6 separate regions of the Mus musculus genome follow, and regions 1, 2, 3, 4 and 5 are each linked to region 6. The links are chromatin contacts, called in public Hi-C and promoter capture Hi-C maps. All regions are on one chromosome and are shown on one strand. The core of a region is the stretch at or near the end of the contact, and the rest is flanking DNA. Distances in the headings are between cores, read along the strand shown. Region 1 overlaps Gm36373 (a long non-coding RNA gene). Region 2 overlaps Col25a1 (collagen, type XXV, alpha 1). Region 3 overlaps Col25a1 (collagen, type XXV, alpha 1). Region 4 overlaps Col25a1 (collagen, type XXV, alpha 1). Region 5 overlaps Col25a1 (collagen, type XXV, alpha 1). Region 6 holds the start of Col25a1 (collagen, type XXV, alpha 1).

Region 1 (3,213 bases), core at 562-3,061, 470 kb after region 6:
CCTTTTATTCAGGCTTATTGAAGTATAAATTATATAGAAGAAAATCCACTCCCTTTGGGTTTTTTACAGACTGATAATATAGTTCATAACCGGCAAACATATATAAAAATTTGGGAAGCAGCCCAAACCTTTTCATTCTGGTCTGTTGTCCCTATATGTTTGACTCCAGGAACTATAGCTGTCAGGAGAACTGTAAGTCAAAAAGTTCCAAGGGAAAAGTAAAGAGAATATTTGAGTCCTTTGCCTACTCTGGTGGTGTGTTGTTGGTTTGGGCTGCCAAAACACCATAGGCCAGGAGGGAGCCCAATTAGCAGCAGTTCTGGTTGGCTAGGGGTGCCTGCAAGATGTGGCTCTGATGGAGGCCCTCTCCTTTGCTTGCTAGTATCTTGTTCTGTGCTCACTCAAACAGTGACAGCAAACTCTTCTATGAGGGCACTAATCCCTTCATAGGGGCCCCGCATCCTAACTCTACCTAGACCAGCCTATTTTCTAGAATTCTCACAAATATCATCACTTTTGAAATTGGGGCTCTGTATAAAATGAAAAGGGATGATTAATTCAGTCTATATTATATTCATGAAGTATATTCTTCCTCAAAGCTTCAGACCTCTGTGCAGGTTATGAAGGGCTGAGGCTGAGGATCCCCCCATTTGTGCAGAAGCATTCAGGAGCTCTGTTATACTCAGCCCTCCTTGGAGCCACTCCGGGCAATGCAGAGCCAGGTGTTTTCTTACGTCCTGTCCCTGTCAAAGGCAGCCATTGGAGGTTCCAAGTTCTTCTCCAGTCTCACCCTTCATGAGTCAAAAGTCAAAGCTCTATCCTCCAGGGAAGGTATGCCTTCCCAACATTTGAAGGTCATAGTCTGCCTGACAACTCAAGGTTAATTTGATCTCTTTATTCTATCCAGTGAAGTCCTGGCAAAGCTGATTTGAAAAGAGAGTCGGGTTAATGAATTTTCCCTGATATTCAAAGTTAAAAACAACAATAAGAAAGACAAGACCATGTTGGGAGATTTAAAAAGAGGCTAAAGCAGAAGATGGCCTAGTCGGCCATCACTGGGAAGAGAGGCCCCTTGGTATTGCAAACTTTATATGCCCCAGTACAGGGGAATGCCAGGGCCAAGAAGCAGGAGTTGGTGGGTAGGGGAGCAAGGCGCGGGGGAGGGTATAGGGAGCTTTCGGGATAGCATTTGAAATGTATATAAAGAAAATATCAAATAAATAAATAAATAAATAGCGGCTAAAGTGTTAGTAGTAGGTGATGTACTTGAGGGCTGTCTTGACATGAAAATGTGAAAACTCACCATCGTTAACAAGAACTGCTGTGGAGATCCTCAGACAAAAGAATTAATCTGTGTTTTCAGTAGGAAAAATGTCCTGTGAAAAATACAAAATTCTAACTGAACCCTCAAGCTAGGTCATTCCGTTTCTGTCCAAAACTATACAATATAAGAAATCTATAGCTTTGAAAATGAAACCCAAGATTTTTTTTTCCCTTAAAAATCCTCTATCATAACAGGATCCAACTATAATTTGAATAAATATGCATTGCTCCAAAAAGACATAAAGTCTTTCTCTTTCGATTGTTTCCATGTGTCTTTCGAAAGCTTCACCAGTCGATCCAAGAGTGAAATAAAACAATCTTTTCTCCCCCAAAACAGCAAGCATGCTCGCCTCACATCGCCCACAATTGTTCTGTCTGATCTTGAGTCTCCGGGCTATAGTTGGAGAGTGGAGACAATGGAAACGGTCCCTGGAGAGCGAGAGGCTGCCAGTCAGGGGGGAGGAAGCAAGAGTATCCAGGTAATTAAGGCAGACTGTGAGGCTCCAAGCGATGGTAGACCAGAAACCTTTCTTCTCTCTGTCCCATAATCAAGTTGCAAAGGTATTGATTTTCCTTAATGAGCAGTTTGAAACAGTCTAGCCTAACCCAAAAACAGATCGTGAGGCCAAGACCTGGGACAGAGGGTTTGCTTTGGATCTAATCCCAGGAAACAGAAGTATGGAAGGCAAGAGAGCAGGGCTGGGAAGGAAGGGGCCCATAGTGGGGAGAACATGACTGAGGTGCTGAGGCTGTCGAACAAATTCTGTGCAGTTGAGCCACTATGGGAGAGAGAAAGCAGAGAGCTTGTCAGCTCTCCAACCCCCACATTCCTACTCTCCACCCCATTCCCTCACTCCCCTCACTGGTTAAAAGGTGCCTTGAGGATGGCAAGGCCTTCTATACCTCCTCACTGGATCTGCTTGAATTGGAGCAGGTTCCCACGGCCCAAATGTGCAGTATTGGAGGACTTGGGGTTCAAAGGGATTGATTATTTAGGGATTTCAACCAGGGCCCTGTCTAAGTAGACGTACATAGCTGCCAACAAGCTAAAAGACATAAATGTCTTTGAAGAAACCAAGTCTACCTCTGTAGGCAAGGCTGCTGCTATTGTCAGGGCCAGGCTGTTTGGAGTCCTGAAACTCAATTGAGTGTGTAACTTTTATAGAACATAAGGTTTTGCAGGGTCCTTAACCGCCAAGTCGTGATCCTGAGAGCCTTGTGGACACTACTGTCAATAGTAGAACCCCATTTGAGCTCCTTCCCTGGGGCTAGGGCTAAAGAAAGGAGGAAGGTAGAGAGAGCTACATGTGGTCATTCTGGACCCTGCACAAGATGTACTGATGTAAAACCTGAGCCTTGGAACCTGTTTGTTGTTCAAGCCAGGTTCACTGGGTCATTTGTTTCTGTAAAATTAGCAAGTGAAGTCTTTTATATTTTTTTTTCCTCAAAGGCTATGTAAGTTAAGATTCACAAACCTAAACGTATAACTAGGTACCTGCTCATATGATTTGATAGCCCATCATGATAATAATCCAGCCTTTCATTTAATAATTTTCCCTTTTATTCTTGGACAAGTTGTCTGGTCCAGCACTTCCTCAACTCCCTCTTAGGTATACATGACCTTGAACTTCTGATTCTGCAGACTCCATCCCTACTCCATGCCCCCACACATCTAGTTTCCTGTGGTGCTAGGGATGGAACCTAAGACCCCACACAGACTATGCAGTGACTCTACCAACTGAGCCTTATCTCAGCACAGACTTCTCCCCTGTGGTGATGTGCTGGAGCTAAAGAAGGCTGAGACAAAAGAAGAGACAACCTCCATGACCACACTAAAGAAAAAGGAGGTGGAGTCGATCAATTACCAACTAACAAGGTGCCAAGGGCCAA
Region 2 (3,345 bases), core at 645-3,144, 380 kb after region 6:
ATAACCAAGAGAGTCTTAGAAGTGCTGTAGGACTTGGCTAGCCATTACATTGTATATAATCTATGGAAGAAAAGGAAAAAAGCCATAGATATTTACTACATAGGAGTATTATTATGCACAATCCTCAAGAAAGATTTTTCCCTTCACTTAGCTTAGATATATGAACTGTGTACTTGCTAAAAGTCAAACTGTTCATGTATCAGCTAGCACAGCTTCTTAGCAATGGTAAATGCAAACAAGTTCTTGCTTTTTATTTTATCAGGGTGAGCAAGGCTCTCCAGGAATCCCCGGAGTTGATGGAGAACAGGTAATTTTCAAGGATATATGCCATTATTTTAAGCACTGTTGTTGGTCAGTACTTCTATTATAAGTTTAAAGCCAAAAGTCATGTCTTTTGACATGATGCACTGTCTCTTTTGTCTCCAGCATTTGTTCCACATGAACTCTAAATATGTGATTGGTTTTAAGTTAGATATAAATTGGGTTGGTAGAAATGTAAAGCTATGTATTACTTTGGTTTTGTTCTTAATACTACTGACCTATCAGTCTACCTCAACAGATTCTAATAGACTCTAAAATCATTACCTCATCAGTAAGAACAGCTTTGGGTTGGTTTGTTGGTTGATTGGTTGGTTGGGGTTTATTGTTGTTGTTGTTGTTGTTTCTATTTTGTTTTGTTTTTTCAGTGAATATAAAACAATTCAATATCAAAAATCAATGGCCATAGTTTTCACAAATAATAGTATTGCTTAACTCCAGGCATTTGATGTCTCCTTTTCCTGAATAATGATTTCCCCCCTAATTTTCTAGATCGTTTGAAAACTCAGGCAAAAAGTAAATCATTATAGCTATGTACACTGCAGCAGCATCTTTCAGAGTGCCCTCAGGTCAGACATTGGCAAAGGTTGTGCACAGTCTGGACAGTAGAGACTTCAGGTTTTGTGGGTACATATTGTTTCTGTAGTGCATTCTTTTCCTTAAACACATCTTACTTTTTTGTTTTAATTCAACGTAAATAAAAAACAGTCCCTAGGCTGAACTTGGCATTGTCAGCTGTGGCTTGGCAACTCTACCTTTTAAGAATTTTGCTAAGAGAATGCAGACAGCATTCGGGATCAAACCACAAGGATTAGTTTCAAAGTCTGTGAGGTTATGTGGATGTCTGTTATTTTCTCAAGAAGTGGCTCACGGGCCGGAAAGAGGGCACAGTGACGGAAGCACTTGTTGCCCTTGCAGAGGACCTGGGTTTGGTTCCCAGCTCCCCCATCAGCCAGCACCCCAATTCCAAGATGTTAGGTGCCCTCCTTTGGGCTACACACATATTCAGGCCCACACACAGAATAAGAAAGAATACCATTGAATAAATTTAAGAAATAGCCTGAATTAATGAATAAGAAATCAAAGGAATTCTTGATAGACTAAATCAACAATACACTCTTCAGGAGAAAGTATTCTAACAAAACAAACCACTTTAGAAAAAGTTATTTTTAGTAACAGAGTTGGATATTAAAGTGATATATTGTCACATTAAAGAAATAGTATAGAAAGGTAATTTAATCAATTTTCCATGACAAAGGTTACACGTAAGTTTATCATTACCCACTGTTAGTAATTAAAGATAATAAATTAGAAATTCATAATGACACACTGAATGTTCCCGTACATACAACATATGCAGTAGCTAGATGTTTTTTCTCTAGGCTTTGCAAGGTTCTGTTCTCCCACTAACCCTATTGAATTGACCATGTTGCTTTCCCTGTCAAAAAATCCCCAACCTTAACCAGCAAGATACATTTATCTTTGCTGGTACTTTCACACTCCTCCAGTATGTGGTTCGGAACTCAGTATAAAGATAGTTAGCGAAAGTAGCATGTGTTCTTGTCCCTACAATGAGTCTGCGTAGCCTGTGAATCCCTACCATAGTAACCAGGGCCATCTGGTCCTGTTGCCACAGGTTGCTAAGATGAACATGATTAAAAATATTAATTAATTGTAATGTTAGTGTTCCACAACTCACATTTGTTAGCATTCAAAACCCACACATCTATTTTCTCATTGCAAAAGAATAGTAATTACGTTCTGGCTCACCATGCAGAGATGTCGTGAGAACCAAACAGGGGACACTGGACAAACGGGGTGCTTGAAAGCACTGATTGAACATTGATGCTGGAAACTGATGACAGCTAGAATGTACATGCACAGTGATGAGGCAGGAACAACCATGTAGAGATGGGAACATTGACTTGGACCTTGGCTGTTGTAACCCTGAGTCCTGGTTCAAATGTTTGCTGTACTGTTGAGAATTACAGTCATTATACTGTCTTCTGGACTGGCAGGATCCAGAGTTGCCAAGCAAATTGATGAAACCAGGAGAAATAACGCCAAAACCCAAGTTCATGTTTTTCATATTTAAATGGTCTATAGAACGTAATCCTATTACATGGGGAAATACCATTGATCCAATGTAGAAAATGCCTGAGAGCCAAAGTCATGGCCATCTCAGCTTGCTCCCACCTCTTGGCAGATTTACCTGGAATCCCATTGGCCCTAGGATGTGCCTATCATCTTGTCACTGCACTGTTCACATGCAAACTTTGTAACTTGTAGGGACTCAAAGGCTCCAAGGGAGACATGGGGGACCCAGGTGTGCCAGGTGAAAAAGGAGGACTGGGACTTCCTGGATTGCCGGTACGTGCACACTCGATGATGTACTCTCTCGAGAAGAAATGGCTAGCGAAGGAATTGTATTCTCAGCTGTACTCAGCCAGGAATTGCCAAACTATCTTTATTTTGTAAATACTCGAAATGTTGTTGCTTAAACTTTATAGTTAGGTCATTTAAAAAGTACGTGTTCGTGTCTTTTTTTTTTCTCCCCCTGAATTATTTTCTTTTGAAGATAAAAAAGCCAATGGTACTGGCCATTTGAATCTAGTATGTATAGTCAAGTAACTATTATAAAATAGGCCACAATAAAGAAACAGACAAGTACAAAGCAACAGAACTTAGAACTATTAAAGAACAGATTAGTCTTGTGTGTCTATACAAGGATGGTGTTTCTTCCTCGTGGCTCATTGTTTTTCTGAAACTTGAGAAGGAAAAATTTAGAAATTATAAGAAAAGGCATAGAAACTTTCCCGCCCTCCCGCCCTCCACCCCTCCCACCCTAGCCCCAGTAACAAGGGATTAAACCTAGAGCCCTATACCTGCCCATACCCACTGAGCTATATCTCCAGTCCTTTCTAGGTTAAAACCTTGCATAGGCCAGCTGAAGCATGAAACACGAGCTGAAACACTTGCTGGCTGTGCGTGTTTGATCATTCTGCCTCCATTTCTCAAGGAGCCAAG
Region 3 (3,359 bases), core at 804-3,303, 340 kb after region 6:
AGAAGCAACTTTACTTTTGTCCGTGGAAAGGAAAGCTGTCTAGAAGTCAGTCACGCCCTAAGGACCCTGGGGATTAAATTAAATGGACAGACGTATGAGACACATGGGAACATAAGGGACACAGTGTCCTTTGTTTCTAGACATTTCAAGGGACTTGGACTATTTTGTTATTATTGCTGCTTTGTTCTCCCACCTCTTTGGAAAAGAATCACTGGTTCAGAAAGGATGGTATATACCACCATCTTCTGGAAACAGGGAATTTTCTAGCTGGACATCCATTACCTTGCTCTTAAGAGCCAATCGTACAGTATGACCATGAGGAATAAGTCTGGTTGTTTTAGTTGTTTTCACAACACTATTGCAAAACCACTTTTACAAAGCCTTTTTATTTTTTATATTTATTTATTTATTTATTTGTTGCTTTTCCACCAAATGTGTTTTAGAAAATTAGGTATCTGTTTAAAGATATGTATTTTCAAAATATACATCCGTGTTACTTAAGTTTAATAAGAAAAAAAAATATCTAGTGATTTAGTCTTTAACTGAGCTGATAGATCATTTACAAGTTCTCCACCAAGAGAGTTTATTATTGCCAAGTGAGCTTTATTCATTCAACAAATACTAATTGGATGGTACCCAGAACCATATTAGCTACCAGCATCCCTGACAACTCCTCACTCAGCTTTCTTATTGATGAAAAGACCACACAAAGGGAATTAACTCAGTTGAATACTTTGTTCTCAAGCATGTAGATCTTTGGGCCACAGTGGGACTAATTATTCTAGTAGTTACTTATTCTCTGTTTTTCTAGCTCGTTCTAAGGTGGCCAACTCCTCTCATCATCTCTATTATGTGCTAGGTTGGCTTATTTTGCTTAGTAATGTGTACTTTCTATTTTGAGGGTGAGCCTGGATCACCTGGAGCAGCCGGGCAGAGTGGACTACCAGGACCTAAGGTGGGTAGAGAAACAGTAGAACACAGTCATCCACAACATGGTTCCTACATGGCTGTAAGCTGTCACAGTTTGTAAATTGTTCTTCTGGTTGAAGTTGGATAGAATGTTCTGTCAGTGGAATAACATGCTGTCATAGTACTTTGTAACTAATGACCAAATTATGTCTAAGATTGTCATTAGCATTAGACATGCATAAAAAAAGAAATAGGATACACGGCTGTCTAAAACCTTCCCTATGGGGCTGGGGAGATGAGTGCTCTCACAGAGGACTTGAGTTCAATTCTCCATGCCCACATAACATCTCTTGACCCTTCGTAAGTAACTTCTCAAACATACATGCAAGCAAAACACCCATAAAACAGTTCTAAAGAAATATATCTTGTGGTTATAATTCACTAGCATAAAAAAGCCTCCAAAATGACTACTGTCATTTTACCCCTTAATAAGATGTGAAAATATAGGTCATGTTCACGCTGCCTAAAATGTACATATTAGCTAAGCCCCACCACAGATGATGTTTACAGAGCTTCGATGGCTTTTTCTCAAGATTTGGCCACCTTCAGCTTTTACACAACATGGCCAGTTAATCAGACAAAGAACAGAATAAAGATGTGGTGTGTTTAGAATTTAAAAATGGATATAGTTTGAATTACTAAGCAGGGAAAAAATGTAATGAGGATTTTTTTTGGATTGCCTGTTTGCTTGGTTTCTTGAAGAACAAATGAATCCGTTAAATCAAAAGAGATTGGTGACAGTTTAGTTTAAGCCACGCAGACAGACAAATCCCAAATCCTTTGATGAGTGAACACCCCTTGAAGTACAAAACCGATGTCTAATCCCATCAGCTGTGCTGGTGTGGGTCTGTACCCACAGATGCCTGTCAGCTGATTCTACACATCACACTGCTATTTAGGTGCTGTGGGCAGACCTAAAACTCATAAACTCGCCCTTTCTATTGTCCTGGAGGAGAAGAAAAAAGATATTCCTTCTGGACCCCAGCCGCCTTCTGTCTTCTTCCCTCCCTCGTACTTTACTAAACAGCCTGAGGGTGGTTGCTAATGCTTGAGGCGTATCCCTGGTGCTGGTCCTGTGTTGCCTGGCAATGCGGCTTTCAGAATGGATGTTGAGTTGTGCGGGTCACCAGAGATGCAGAAAGCCAGGGGGCCAGGATGAGTTCCTGAGAATGAAAAGAGTTTTGCCCCAAGCTCACCTCTAGAGTGGGTTTTCTTTCAGTTTGGTTTTCTTTTTTCTACAATCATCTCGTTACACTGTTTTTTAAAAGCAGTCTGATCTCATGGCAAAGCTTATTAAAGCTTCCGATCAGGAAATGTCATCACAATGTGCAGGTACTTTAGGATGTTTCCTGTCTGTCCCCTGCCCTTTCCTAGAGAAAGGGGAAAAATGCAGCTCTCTCCAGAGAACAGTTTCATATTTTAGGCCTCTCGTGTTCCTGGCTGCCATTTCTAGTAGGAACCTTAACAGACTAAAGCTCTGCTCCATTCCTCCATTCCGCTGTCTTGATCTGCAGCATGTTGCTTTCTACCAGTTACAGAATTGATGATGTTGTCAAGGGGTGTCAGTGCTGCATTGAGGGCTTATGATCATGTCCAAGAATATAGATGGCAGAACTGTACCAGAGGTCAGCCCTGACACAGTCCATGTGTCGAAACATATCTTCAATAGGCAGCTTTATGGAAGGACATGCTAACCCCCTTATTGATCTGGAGTTTGGAGAGACATCTTGGTGCCACACCGTCACTCCCCCTTAGTGTCCCAGCCCACTCCTGGGTAACTTCTTATCTACTGGATGTCATTATACTTATAAGTAAGGACTTGGGATTAAAGTTAGCACTGGTTTCTGTACCCAGTCCTTCTGGGTACTTTTGTGACTTGTTTTCATATAAAAATTAAAGCCATAATCGACAGTGCCCTGTATAGTCCACCCACCTAGTGCATTCAGTGCGTGTTCTGCCTTGCCTGCTATTGCTTCACTCGCTAGCTCTCCACTAATTCCTCACAATCTCTCTTTTTGTGCTCAGGGAGAACCTGGAAAAGAAGGAGAAAAGGTAAAGATGCTTCTGCCTTTGCTCGTCACCCCGCTTCTCCAAAGCTACACCCCAACTGAACTGGGTGGGTGAGAGGATGGGGGGGTGGAGAGATGGACGGGCAGATGGACAGATAAGTGGAGATTTCTGGAAGAGGTAGTAAGTGTTTATTGGCTTGTCTTTCGGACTGCCAAATAGTGGGGGGGGGGGGGGTGGATATGGTTCTTTCCCCTCCCTTACAGCATTTGAGTTTGGGGTTGAAAGGAAGGGTAGAAGGGGCAGACACTGCATGCCAGGGTTCAGAAGCCCCTAGCCCTGCTTAAAAAAAAAAAGCATTCTGCATACTCACTGATGCCATT
Region 4 (3,432 bases), core at 594-3,093, 410 kb after region 6:
AATAGTAAATCAAGTAAGTGTTTACATTGGATGAAGCAAAAAAGCAACAAAACCTCGATAATGAAAATCTTAAAGTAGCTGAATATCCGTCCACCCCATGATTCCAGGGTAAACCAGTCCTCCTTAGATTCATGTGTGCCCTGATATACTTAACAACACAATGATTTTAAAAGTCTAGTAGATTCTCTTGAACAGTGAAACTCATTCCTGTTATGATGCAAGACCAAAAGAGATGTGTCAAAGAAAAGCAACGAAGCCCCTGCATGTGTTTTAGGAATTAGGAGTTTCTCAGCCTCCCGTTGGTAAGAGCCCATACCATGGTCATCTCAAGCTCCGCCTTCCACATCATCACATACCGTGAGCACCTGTGCATTCCTCTCCCACGATAAACCTTAAAATCGTCACACTGCCACCCCAAGGTGGGTGCTGTTATTTCCCTATTTCAAAAACGAGGAAAAGTATGCTATAAGAAGTTCTTTTCCACATTATAAATCCTGACTACAAATTGTAATGCAGTTTGAGACAGGTTCTATGTGAGACCATTGAACACAGCAAATTGTTTTTAAAAGATCTGCTTAATTGTTATATATTTACCTAGTGGGTTGTATGGGTCTAAAATGTTACACAAGGAAAAAAATTTATCATGCAGTACTCAGTTTTATTATCTTTAAAGAAGTTGGAAATTATACCAGTATTGGCTCAGTGTAGAGTTCTTACTGAGCATGTGCAAAGCCCTGAGTTCATTCTCCCAGCATAGCAAAGAAAAAAGAATGAAGAGTCTAGGGGAGAGGAGAAATTTTCATTACTGTAGCTTATAAAACCATAAGCTACTCACATATCCTCCCTCAGAAAAATGCTAGTCACTCACACAAAAATATTTCCACAATTATTCCAAGTTTTATATTTAGGAAAATTAGATTCTAAAGGTTAAACACTTTGTATATATCTCTTTCATCAGTATAAGAAATGAAAACTGACAATAATTATCACATTTCAACTGCTCATACACACGATGACACATAACTTTGAAGAATATAGATTATCACTTCATTTTACAACATGCTGTTGATTGATAATGTTGACATGTTCTTCTCTGTGATAGCATTAACATATCATTCTTCATAATGGCTCTTTTCCATAAAGCTTGCTGTTCGCTGAAATATCAACCCCAAATCATTGCCTATCACAGTAATTCCAGTAGTTAGTCTGAAGTCCATTTGCCAATCAAGCAATGAATGCCACTTAACCAACACACCTGGTCTTGGTTAGTCCTACTCAAAGATGGCTCCGCTGCCTTCAGGAAGGGCAAAGCACAGGTAAAAAGTTTCTATCAGTTCATGTCATGACACTGAAGCTGCTCGCTGAAGTGGGTGCTGATTCTTCATGAGTGAGCACTTGCTTCCAAAGGCATCGTCCATTTCCTGTCTCACCTGCTCCTCCTTCCCTCTCCCTGTCACAGCTTTGCCTTCACCCATGCTCTAGTGAACCACACCAAATTTCTATCCCCTGTATCCAAGAAGCCCAAGTGGTTTTGATTCCAAGCCTTCTGCCCCCATGTTCTTGGCACACAGGAGATGACCAAGGCGGAGCTTTCGGCCCATGCTGTCAGAGTGAATGTATTAATTTGAATGAGTGTCTCATACTTCAATGCGGTGTGCGCATTGTTCTGTCTATTTTCCTTTGAATATTCATGTTGCTTGCTTCAGACTGTTCGGTTTTATTGCAACTGCCATCCAGATTGCAGGATGAATGCTCTCATCTACGTATGTATCTATGTACTGTCTTCTGCATTCTGCACAGCACCAACTGCCTGTCTATACGTTTGCAGATGTCTCCGTTAATGTGAACCAGCTGGGGTGCATTCCTTCCCTCCTCTCCTTTCGCCTCCTTTCCTAAATTCCTCCATCCCTAGGACCCATGCCGACATCCTACAAACCTTGACCTTGATTCCCAAATACTAATTTCCATGGCTACATTCCCACTACGTAATTATCCTGCCTACCTCATTTTAATGAGCCCAGACTGCTTTTCCTATCTGCAGCGTTGTGGGCTGGAAACTCATTTACCATTGTGAACAACAAAGATTGAAGAAGACCGCCTAGGTTTATCCAACTGTTTCTCCAGTTGGCATTGCTGCCGTGTACTAGCACCTGAAATCTGTGTTTAACTCAATCAGTCAAGTGTTCACTTTTATTTTTGCCAGAGAGGAAAAGTTAAACACAATAGAGGCACGTTTTAATACTGGAATGTTTTTACTGGGAGCTGCAGAATAGAGTACGACTGGACAGCCTTGGGAGAGAGCAAAGCTGTAGCCTCTCCCTCTGAGTCTGTACAGCCATTATGTGTTAAAGAATACGGAGGGTAAAGGCAAGTTAAAATTACTCACAATTGGGTAGAGCATCCATTACCCTAAGCCCAGCTCCACCTGATACCAACTGGCTTCAGTGTAACTTGTCCGCCATCTTTGCCTGGTCCACAGAACAAATCCCTAATTCACTGTTGACTCAGATATTTTGACAGTCAGCACTGGTCTGCCTTTCTGATGCATCAGCCCTTTTGGTATCCTCCTTTCTTTTTGTTGAATGTCATAAATAAATAATCAATCAATCAGCCAACCAACCAATCTATCCTGTTTCCAGAATCCATTGTCAGCATGGCAGCTTAAGTTATTTTTTTTATAGCATCGTGTCATATGTACATCAGTAAACAATGGTAAATGCCTCCAGACTATTTCTAGCTAAGCCATACTTTGGATAATTTTTATTCTACACCCCCTCAAAATAAAACCTGTCTTTTATTTAAACCCTTGTATCCACAGGGGGAAAAGGGAAAGAAAGGCAAAAGGGGGCCTAAAGGGGAGAAAGGAGAACAGGGCGCTCCTGGATTAGATGCACCCTGCCCGTTGGTATGTCTAACTGATGCAACCGTCTCCAGATGTCTTGTGATGGGATGAGGATAAGATGGGAGAGGAGCAGGCCAGAGGGGTCAGTAACAGCAGGTCCTGGGAGGGCCACTTAACACAGACTTTCCGACGGTGTTCAGAAGTACGAGGCTACACTGGTGTCCTTGACATCTTGTTGCCAGCCACTCAACACTACTCGTTTCTAAATTTACAAGCAGTGCTGGCTGTCAGGAACCTGACTGTAGGGTGTGAAGAAGAGCCAACAGCATCCCATATCCCTCCAAACAGGAGGCCAATGGTTTCCTGTCAAAGGCTTTGTCATGATAATGTGAAACTTCTCTGCGTGTTACTACCCCTTCTAGGCTGTTCCTCTCCTGGCTTTGTCTTCTAGTTGTCTCTTTAGCAGATTTTTGCTTTCAATGAATTCTTGGATTAGTAACGTTATGAGTTAATTTTTACAAACAGGGATTCCGTGGCGTTAAGGGGGAAAAGGGGGAGCCAGGCCAGCCTGGCCTGGATGGGCTGGATGC
Region 5 (3,537 bases), core at 41-2,540, 280 kb after region 6:
ATAAAGAAATTATACCATGACCTGTATCTCCCAAAGATATTACTATGTAACAATCATCTTTTGAAATGTTTTTACTTGAGAATAACTCTTTCAAATTACGGCATAGGATGGATACCATGAGTTTGTAACCTTTCTCCAAGCATCAGAGCAGCAACCAAAGTCATCCTTGGTGATGAGAATTTCCTTTGGCAGCAAAGCCCTTGTTTCTAATTTAGCTCTCCAAAGTACTATTCATTAACTGTTCATCTGTGGCCCAAAGCTTAACCTCAAATGTATTTATGTTTGAATGATTTTAAAAAAAGTTATACTAAAATTGAGTTAGTAACATACATTTTCAATCTGAAGCAATCATTAAAAAATAAAACGTTGAATTTGGAGTCCTTAAGAATGCAGGGGACAAGGTAGCGACTGGTTTGCTTTCTGCAGAAAAGGCCACACTGGGTAGCTGTTGCTTCAGTCTGGCTTTGGCTTCACTCTGGATTTTGTGTTGTGTTGAGAGAGAAGAGGGGAGGGGAAAAGAGGGGAGGGGAGAGGACCCCAAAACATTGAACACAGGGGGCTTGGTAGATGCTGAGCTAGCGTTCTGCCACTGAGCTACTGTTCTAGTCTCAACAGGCTGCTTTCCTGTCGGCTACGTCTTTATGGGTTGGGCCTGTTCCAGATATACAGGTGACATGAAGTAGAAAGGTAATTAGAGTGTGACCATGTTCTTAAAGTCCATAGTTTTAGCTTCCTGTTGGAATGATGCAAATTTCTAGTATGTTTTCAATCCCCAGGTCCTATTTTAATCTTGCCCAACCAAACAAACCCTGGGAGATCACTATAAAATTAAAATATGGACTAATGGGGAAAATTAGGACACAGGACCAAATAGACCTGTTTTAAAAATTACCTCTAGTACTATCGTCTGAGTAATACACTCTAGTGAACTTCCCAAGGATAACATCATCTCTTTTATTGCTAAAATCATTTTTGAGGGGTCCGGTTATTCCAAAATGGCACTTCTGCCATGGGGCCTGGCAAACCTCAGAGGTAAAGTAGGAAGTACATTATGCTCCCTGTAGAAGCCCCCAGGGACTCTCCCAGCTTTGCCATGGAGAGGCTGCCAGTCAGAGGGCACGCCCAAGAAAGTAAGAGTCGAGGCTCAGTCGCTCAGTCCACAAAGAATTTTCTCAAACAGCCATCAAGCCAAAGCAGTAAACAGAGCTTCCAGGCAACAGCAGGATGTGCTGGCCTTCTCCCTCAAGGCATCTGGGTAGACGCCCACTCTCCCTTCCATATCAGATGCCCTGTTAGCTGATGATCCCTGTTTCATACGAGCTGTTCTTTGTTGGTTCATGCCATGCCACCTCTGCCAGGCACACACCATTTCCATTTGGGAAATGAACAGGATGTGTTTAAGTCAAGGTGAGCCCTTGACTTCAGGCTCTCAAGTAGAGGTCAATATGGGTTGTTTAGAGGTACATTTCACAGTGTTGTAACTCTGTACCATCTTAGTATGAAGAATCCCTGAGAACTAGAGATCTGTTCACTCAAAATTTGTATTTCAAATGCATATTGCATGAATTTTGCCAAATCATGTTCACTTTAAGCAAATTTCTGTGCAGTAAGTGTTGGGTAAACAAATTGATGTTCCAAAGACTTTTGGAGAATTTTTTTTTCTTTCTAATGGTTTCTGGGATTAAACCTGGGTCCTTTGGAAAAACAGCCAGTGCTCTTAACCATTGAGACACATCTCCAGCCCCCGTAGCTTCTTTACTTAACAAAAGAACACAATTTCCACAGAATTGCTTTTGAGATACTATGAAACATATTTTCTAATTATAAATGTGATTATATATTTATTAAAGAAATAATGTAAAAGATATATGCCATGTAACAGCTGATCAGTCCAATCCTGATTAACATGTAAAACCAAAGAATAAAAGGTAAATATCTTTTCAGTTGCAAACTGGCATGAATAATTAATATGTAATTCATGTCATTATTTAAGCGGGGCATTTCCCAGAGCACCTATGTTGACAAGTTTTGTTTGAATGCAAATCCATTGCCTTAAATCTACAGCTCACTCCTTTCCTATGCTCATTCACTCTCCTAAAGGCTCCTTTTATGTTATCAGTGTTGAACTTAGCTCACAATTACTCCTTGAAAGTCTCAAGGTCAAATGTGTTTCAGAATTTTGAGCTTTGAGAAAATAGGACGTTGGTAATAGTCATATGGTGTAAATTGTATGAGAGGTGTCCTGTGTAATCCAACCATCAAGTTCTTCAGTGGACTGCAAACTAGTTCACACTAGGAAGGACTTCAGGGACCAGACAGAGCTTCACCGCTGCTTCAGTAAGCTTTGTCCCTGGACACAATTGCTACAAGCTTAAAAGGAAAAAAATTTGAACTTATGAAGATGATTTCATCTTCAACCATTTTGAATTTTAGAATTGCAGGTAAGAAATTACAGGGTACATACAACCTCAGTTTTTAATCTGTTTTTCCTAACTCTACTAGGGTTATCTTCTGTAAACTGAATTATCATTGCTCACTACGTCTCCTTTAATTATTCCTAAGGCCCTCCCACATTCACAGCCTATGAAAAGTTTTCAAGTTTTCCCCTAAGAAGGATGTACCTGATCTATATCTTCATCTCTGTCCTTTGAGAGCCTGCCTCCTTCCCTGAGACTGGATGCGCTTACGTATCCTGCCCTAATTAGTTGGACAGTTGAGTGCATCTTCCATGTTAGTTGCTGTCTGTATTAATGCCCTCTGTTTCCTATGTGTTACCCACCACACTTTCTTGCACTGTACTTGGCATTAGTTACTAAAAGACGCTGCTTTAAGAAGGCATGCTCTCCTCTTCGGTCTAAATTCCCACAGGAAGCCTACAACTCTGGTGGCTGACACAGTATCCTGATCTAGCTCAAGTAAAGAGCAAACCCTGAACTTGGAGAGTCCCTAGACTCCAAGTATTAGTCCCGTGTACCTCTAGAAGAGGAGCGAGGATCTTCTCTTGCTACCAGTGTTTGTCTTGATCATAGCATCTATACCTACCATGGGCTTTCATTTACAAGTCTTAGATTGACTAGTCCTTGGTAAAGTCTTTCTCAGCATGTGAGCTACCTTCCTTCCCTTCCTATGCAATCCGACATCTTGGGTTAAATCATCACCTGCCCCTTTGAAGTCTGAATATCATTTTTAACTGCCATGAGAAAGAAACCTTACTTAATTTTCTGTAGTAACTTGGCTTCTAAGTCTGAGCTCCACTTCTCTGGGGTGACTACATCTTCCTCCTCCCCAGGGCTATTTCATAATCCCTGGTTGTTGTTGTTGGTGGTGGTGGTGGTGGTGGTGGTGGTGTGTGTGTGTGTGTGTGTGTATGTGTGTGTGTGTGTGTGTGTGTGTGTGAGAGAGAGAGAGAGAGAGAGAGAGAGAGAGAGAGAGAGAGTCTTTTCTTGGTTTTTGAAGCCGTAACGTGGCCTCATCCATCTGCAGGGCCACTCAGGTGCATTGTCATTGCTGACCTGTGGACCTAGGTCATCCTTTGCT
Region 6 (3,628 bases), core at 973-3,472:
GATGCAGAGAATCTTCTGGGTCTTGAAATCTTAGTGCTAAAGGCTGGCATATTTCTGACATATCATACTCACGAAAGGCATAAAGCGAAGCTAATCCTCTGGATAAAGGTCTCAAATCCATAAAATTCCAACTCTTATCTCTCCACTGAGATCTGATCATTCTAAGAGCTTATGAGAGATGCTGAAGGACCCTCTCATGGGCAACCCCCACAGACTACAGCATCATCCACGCGGACTGTGTGCTCTGCTGTTGCCATCAGCATGGAAAATGGCCTTTGTGTTTGTGTGAACTGTTTAAAGGTCTTTATTCTTTTTTTCTCTCTCATATTTCTAGAAAATGGTATGATGCAGAGGAACACCATGAGCAATAAGTTTGGCGAGATGGGGGATGACTGGATGTGCTGAAGGAATTTAGGGGAACAAGGAGAGGAGGGTGAGGAGAAGTCCGGACAGCTCCATATTGAGAAGGCAAATGGAACTGAGCAGAAGTTTGGAGGAACAATGCAGGCTAAGTTGTAACTGCTAGTGAGAGATGAATGTCGAATGGTGAGCTGTATCATTCTGGGGCTCCGGAGGTTTGGGTTTGGTATATGCATTCATTGCTCAACAGCTAAAAGATGGTAATTAGGAATTCCACAGAGGAGAGTATCGATGGCATAGAGCAGAGGCTCAAAGAGAGAACATTGAGAGGACTGGCAAAGAAAAAGTTTGCAACCCATGTACAACATTACCACCACCACCGCGGCCCACTAAACACCCACACTAAGCAACGGAGGTTAATTGGAATGTGGAAAGAACTAACATATTAAACTTTTTGGCTGGAGCTAGAGTTCAGGGTTAGGGAGCTTACTTACCTGGAACACACACACACACACACACACACACACACACACACACATCCTTCTTGAGTCCATTTAGTGTTTCTCATATGTCTATGTATTTAGAGATGACAGTCTGGAGTTGGTTCCGGAAGGAAACAGTCTCCTCCAGCAGCCATTGATTGTTAGTAGCTCTTATTCTAGGCACCGGGTCTCATGCAAGGTCCCCGATCCACGTTGGCATGTGAGCATAGTTGTTATTCAGGTCTTGAGGTCTTGTTTTATGCAACCACTTGTTGAGATTCATAAGTGCAGGCTTCCTGCTATGTCTATCCTAAGTCCCCCTTGGCACTGTAGTTTACACACGAGAAGCAACTGCTCCGGGTTAGGTATTTTGTTCATTGATTATAGTAGTAACTGGTTGTGGTAATCGGTTAGGGAGGGAAAGAAACGTACGTGACATTTCTTAAGATGAAAAGGCAAAAAGGAAGGTCTTTTGGAAGGAGAGTTAGGGTTGTGTTTTCTTCTCTAAAATCAATTGGATGCAAAATGCTACTTGTTATCAATTTAGAAAAAAAAAAAAAATCCCAGTAGAGACTTAGTAATTTGATCCAGAGGGAAGAGGCAAGCTGAGAGTCAAGGAAGAGGAAAAACTGACTTCATTCTTCAGCTCTTTCCTAAATCCTGAGAAATGTGTATGCCTCAAACACTCACAAAACAGCGAATCAGGAAAACACATTAGCACCCTAGTACAGAGAAAGAGCCCAGAGCTGGGGGGGGGGGGGGGGGCAGCATCAAGACAAGAGGAAACGGGGGAGGGGCGAGAAAACTTCCCCAGTCATCTGCAGCAAGGCGTGGGAAGGAAGGGAAGTGGGGAAGGTACCCTGCAGACGTCAGCCAGACACTTTGCCTCTGGGCATGTGGGAACGAACTGAGGGAGGAGGGAAAACGTCGCGCAAGGGCTAGATGGAGGAGCTCCTGTGGCTGCCTTTGAGCGAGGATCTGGAGAGCTGGAGCCTTCTGCTTCCGTTCTTTCCTTCAGGAGGCCATTTCTCCATTTTTTAACCCAAATAGGGGGCGCTGGGCTAAGCCAGTATAAGCCACTCTGCACAGCAGACCTCAATTCGGCCCCTGGCTAGGGCCGGAGAGATGGCCTTAGGGGGACGCTGAAGTTACTCGGTGGTGGGAGGGGGAAGGGTCTCCAAGCTCCTCTCCAATCACAGTGGTTGCTGTAGCTATTTGCATATATTATGCTAATAGAGACCTCGGGCTCCGCTCCCACCCGCGCTCCCGCCCCTTCGTGGGTCCAGGCGGGCTGGGCGAAGGTGAATATATTATGCTAATAAGGAGGCTCCTGCGGGAGGGGGCGGTCCGCGCTTCAGGCGCGCGCGCACTGTCTCACACAAGAGCATCCCGGGGTATTTAAGGCTCGCACACGCGGGTCTGCGGAGATACTTTTGGGGCCTCGCAGCTTACGATCGCTGCTTGGGTCACTCGGTCCTCTTTTTCTCTATTCCTCTACCACCCACGGGGGCTGCGCTCTCGCCGGGTCTCTGTATTTCCTTTTCTTTTTGGCCTTGAACTGATCCAGGTGGGAGACAGGTCGGCGGGTGGAAAAAGGTAGAGATAGGCAGGCAGACTCAACAGGTCGGAGCAGAGAGAGGGGCTCTCGGACCCTGCGCCTCCGCGCGGGGGACCCCTAAGGAGGTGTCGGATTGGGGGGGTCAAGAGAGCTGCCCTAGTGGGTTTCATTTCAGCTGTGACCCCAACAACACCCCCGGCGCCACACAGTCCCCGGCCGGAGGGTGCTTTTCACTCCTAGCTGGAAGGGGAGAAAGAATCTGGAGGACGGTCGGTCCACGCCTGCTGATCCGGACGCCGAGCCACGCGCAGGTCCATCTCTAAGCCCGGGCTCCGACTCTACCAACTAGTTGTGCAGCCGCAGGGACTGAACTTTGGAGGAACCGACCCTTCCTCTCATTCTAAGATTACTGGAGGAGATAGAAGGTGGAAGGCGTAGCGGAGGCCAGCGACCCCGCCACAATGTTGGTGAAGAAGCTTGCAGGGAAAGGAGGGGGACGAGAGTCTGGATCAGAAGATCCGCGCCCCTTGGGACAGCGTTGTGCCGGCACCATGCCCTCGTGCACGGCCCTGGCGACCCTCTTGTCAGTGGTTGCTGTGGCTTTCTGTTTTTATCTTGGGGTGAAAACCAACGACCTCCAGGCGAGGATTGCTGCTCTTGAATCTGCTAAAGGGACCCCTTCCTTCCATCCGCTGTCTGACACCGTGGATGAGCTGAAGGCAATGGTTCAGGAGAAAGTGGAGCGTCTCTTGGCTCAGGTGTGGAAGGCTGGGTATTTTGCACGTGAATACTGTTTTGCACAGGTGTGAGCCCTGTGTGCAGGGATAGTTTCGACCCTTAGCTGTCTGCATAGTTGACTTGACTGTATATGCCAAGTATGGAGTTAAGTACCTTGGGTATTGCTTAGTATCAAGTCTGTAGCAGATATCTTCCCTGGGTATTCCATAGTGCTTGCATGCTTAGACATATATGGGGGGTCTGGATAACGGGAGTGTGTGGAGGGGCATTTTATTTCTTTGTAGCTTTCTGGAGTCTCTTGGGAGCTCTCACTTCAACGGAGACCAATTTTTGTTGATATAAGATCTCATATCTCCTTCCCAGGGAAAGGTTAGGGAAACAGGTGTTATTAATATACAAAAGGTAATCACTTTCAAGTGAAACGATCCTATAGAGCTTGAGAATCATAAATTCCACCCTTCGAATCTTTTTTTCATGTTCAAACACTTTG

Evidence for each region. Promoter capture Hi-C pulls out the DNA fragments that hold promoters and counts their contacts. A called contact is a pair of places that touch in the nucleus more often than the background predicts.
Region 1: a contact with region 6 is called in a promoter capture Hi-C map of cranial neural crest. The contact joins the enhancer-like site here to the promoter of Col25a1 in region 6. A contact is called at or near these places in 9 of 39 promoter capture datasets (the C10 cell line, cranial neural crest, embryonic stem cells and 4 more), 1 of 484 Hi-C or Micro-C datasets (nephron progenitors), 3 of 115 datasets of contacts at active chromatin or transcription factors (bone marrow-derived macrophages, embryonic limb bud and stem cell-derived neural progenitor cells) and 2 of 9 other capture datasets (embryonic stem cells and liver).
Region 2: a contact with region 6 is called in a Hi-C map of ventral hippocampal neurons, with 2.2 times the contacts expected there. The contact joins the enhancer-like site here to the promoter of Col25a1 in region 6. A contact is called at or near these places in 22 of 39 promoter capture datasets (the 3T3-L1 cell line, 3T3-L1-derived adipocytes, the C10 cell line and 12 more), 3 of 15 datasets of contacts at CTCF or cohesin (embryonic stem cells, hippocampal excitatory neurons and stem cell-derived epiblast-like cells), 95 of 484 Hi-C or Micro-C datasets (the C10 cell line, LSK cells, the P5424 cell line and 46 more), 26 of 115 datasets of contacts at active chromatin or transcription factors (PVALB interneurons, astrocytes, bone marrow-derived dendritic cells and 17 more) and 5 of 9 other capture datasets (adipose tissue, embryonic stem cells, liver and 2 more).
Region 3: a contact with region 6 is called in a Hi-C map of cortical neurons, with 1.9 times the contacts expected there. The contact joins the enhancer-like site here to the promoter of Col25a1 in region 6. A contact is called at or near these places in 7 of 39 promoter capture datasets (the C10 cell line, cranial neural crest, frontonasal cranial neural crest and 4 more), 1 of 484 Hi-C or Micro-C datasets (cortical neurons), 6 of 115 datasets of contacts at active chromatin or transcription factors (bone marrow-derived macrophages, embryonic limb bud, embryonic stem cells and 2 more) and 1 of 9 other capture datasets (adipose tissue).
Region 4: a contact with region 6 is called in a promoter capture Hi-C map of second pharyngeal arch cranial neural crest. The contact joins the enhancer-like site here to the promoter of Col25a1 in region 6. A contact is called at or near these places in 23 of 39 promoter capture datasets (the 3T3-L1 cell line, 3T3-L1-derived adipocytes, the C10 cell line and 13 more), 3 of 15 datasets of contacts at CTCF or cohesin (embryonic stem cells, hippocampal excitatory neurons and stem cell-derived epiblast-like cells), 87 of 484 Hi-C or Micro-C datasets (LSK cells, the P5424 cell line, Sertoli cells and 41 more), 30 of 115 datasets of contacts at active chromatin or transcription factors (PVALB interneurons, SST interneurons, acute myeloid leukemia and 20 more) and 5 of 9 other capture datasets (adipose tissue, embryonic stem cells, liver and 2 more).
Region 5: a promoter capture Hi-C map of hippocampal neurons shows a contact between it and region 6, with 2.6 times the contacts expected there. The contact joins the enhancer-like site here to the promoter of Col25a1 in region 6. A contact is called at or near these places in 7 of 39 promoter capture datasets (the 3T3-L1 cell line, cranial neural crest, embryonic stem cells and 4 more), 1 of 484 Hi-C or Micro-C datasets (bone marrow-derived macrophages), 5 of 115 datasets of contacts at active chromatin or transcription factors (craniofacial prominence, embryonic stem cells, forebrain and 2 more) and 4 of 9 other capture datasets (adipose tissue, embryonic stem cells, liver and 1 more).

The regions. Positions count from the first base shown.
Region 1 is chr3:130,644,585-130,647,797 of GRCm38.p6, forward strand. It overlaps Gm36373 (a long non-coding RNA gene), which reads right to left. Exons shown (of 3, transcript XR_867641.2): 3 at 1,317-1,376. Among named protein-coding and RNA genes, the nearest start is that of Gm36322, 13 kb to the left of the region's middle. Within about 2 kb of position 1,812, at least 5 of the 459 cell types and tissues checked have an H3K27ac peak or open chromatin away from gene starts, as enhancers often do.
Region 2 is chr3:130,563,852-130,567,196 of GRCm38.p6, forward strand. It overlaps Col25a1 (collagen, type XXV, alpha 1), which reads left to right. Exons shown (of 38, transcript NM_029838.4): 26 at 263-307; 27 at 2,608-2,688. Among named protein-coding and RNA genes, the nearest start is that of Etnppl, 52 kb to the right of the region's middle. Within about 2 kb of position 1,895, at least 4 of the 459 cell types and tissues checked have an H3K27ac peak or open chromatin away from gene starts, as enhancers often do. A contact at or near this core is called in hippocampal excitatory neurons and ventral hippocampal neurons, where this site is marked.
Region 3 is chr3:130,516,783-130,520,141 of GRCm38.p6, forward strand. It overlaps Col25a1 (collagen, type XXV, alpha 1), which reads left to right. Exons shown (of 38, transcript NM_029838.4): 13 at 902-955; 14 at 2,995-3,021. Among named protein-coding and RNA genes, the nearest start is that of Etnppl, 99 kb to the right of the region's middle. Within about 2 kb of position 2,054, at least 7 of the 459 cell types and tissues checked have an H3K27ac peak or open chromatin away from gene starts, as enhancers often do. A contact at or near this core is called in cortical neurons and hippocampal neurons, where this site is marked.
Region 4 is chr3:130,586,593-130,590,024 of GRCm38.p6, forward strand. Col25a1 (collagen, type XXV, alpha 1) reads left to right here. Exons shown (of 38, transcript NM_029838.4): 36 at 3,368-3,432. Among named protein-coding and RNA genes, the nearest start is that of Etnppl, 29 kb to the right of the region's middle. Within about 2 kb of position 1,844, at least 7 of the 459 cell types and tissues checked have an H3K27ac peak or open chromatin away from gene starts, as enhancers often do.
Region 5 is chr3:130,464,306-130,467,842 of GRCm38.p6, forward strand. The region is part of intron 7 of Col25a1 (collagen, type XXV, alpha 1); the gene reads left to right. Among named protein-coding and RNA genes, the nearest start is that of Etnppl, 150 kb to the right of the region's middle. Within about 2 kb of position 1,291, at least 3 of the 459 cell types and tissues checked have an H3K27ac peak or open chromatin away from gene starts, as enhancers often do. A contact at or near this core is called in hippocampal neurons, where this site is marked.
Region 6 is chr3:130,178,623-130,182,250 of GRCm38.p6, forward strand. Col25a1 (collagen, type XXV, alpha 1) reads left to right here and starts at 2,223. Exons shown (of 38, transcript NM_029838.4): 1 at 2,223-3,158. The coding sequence starts at 2,862.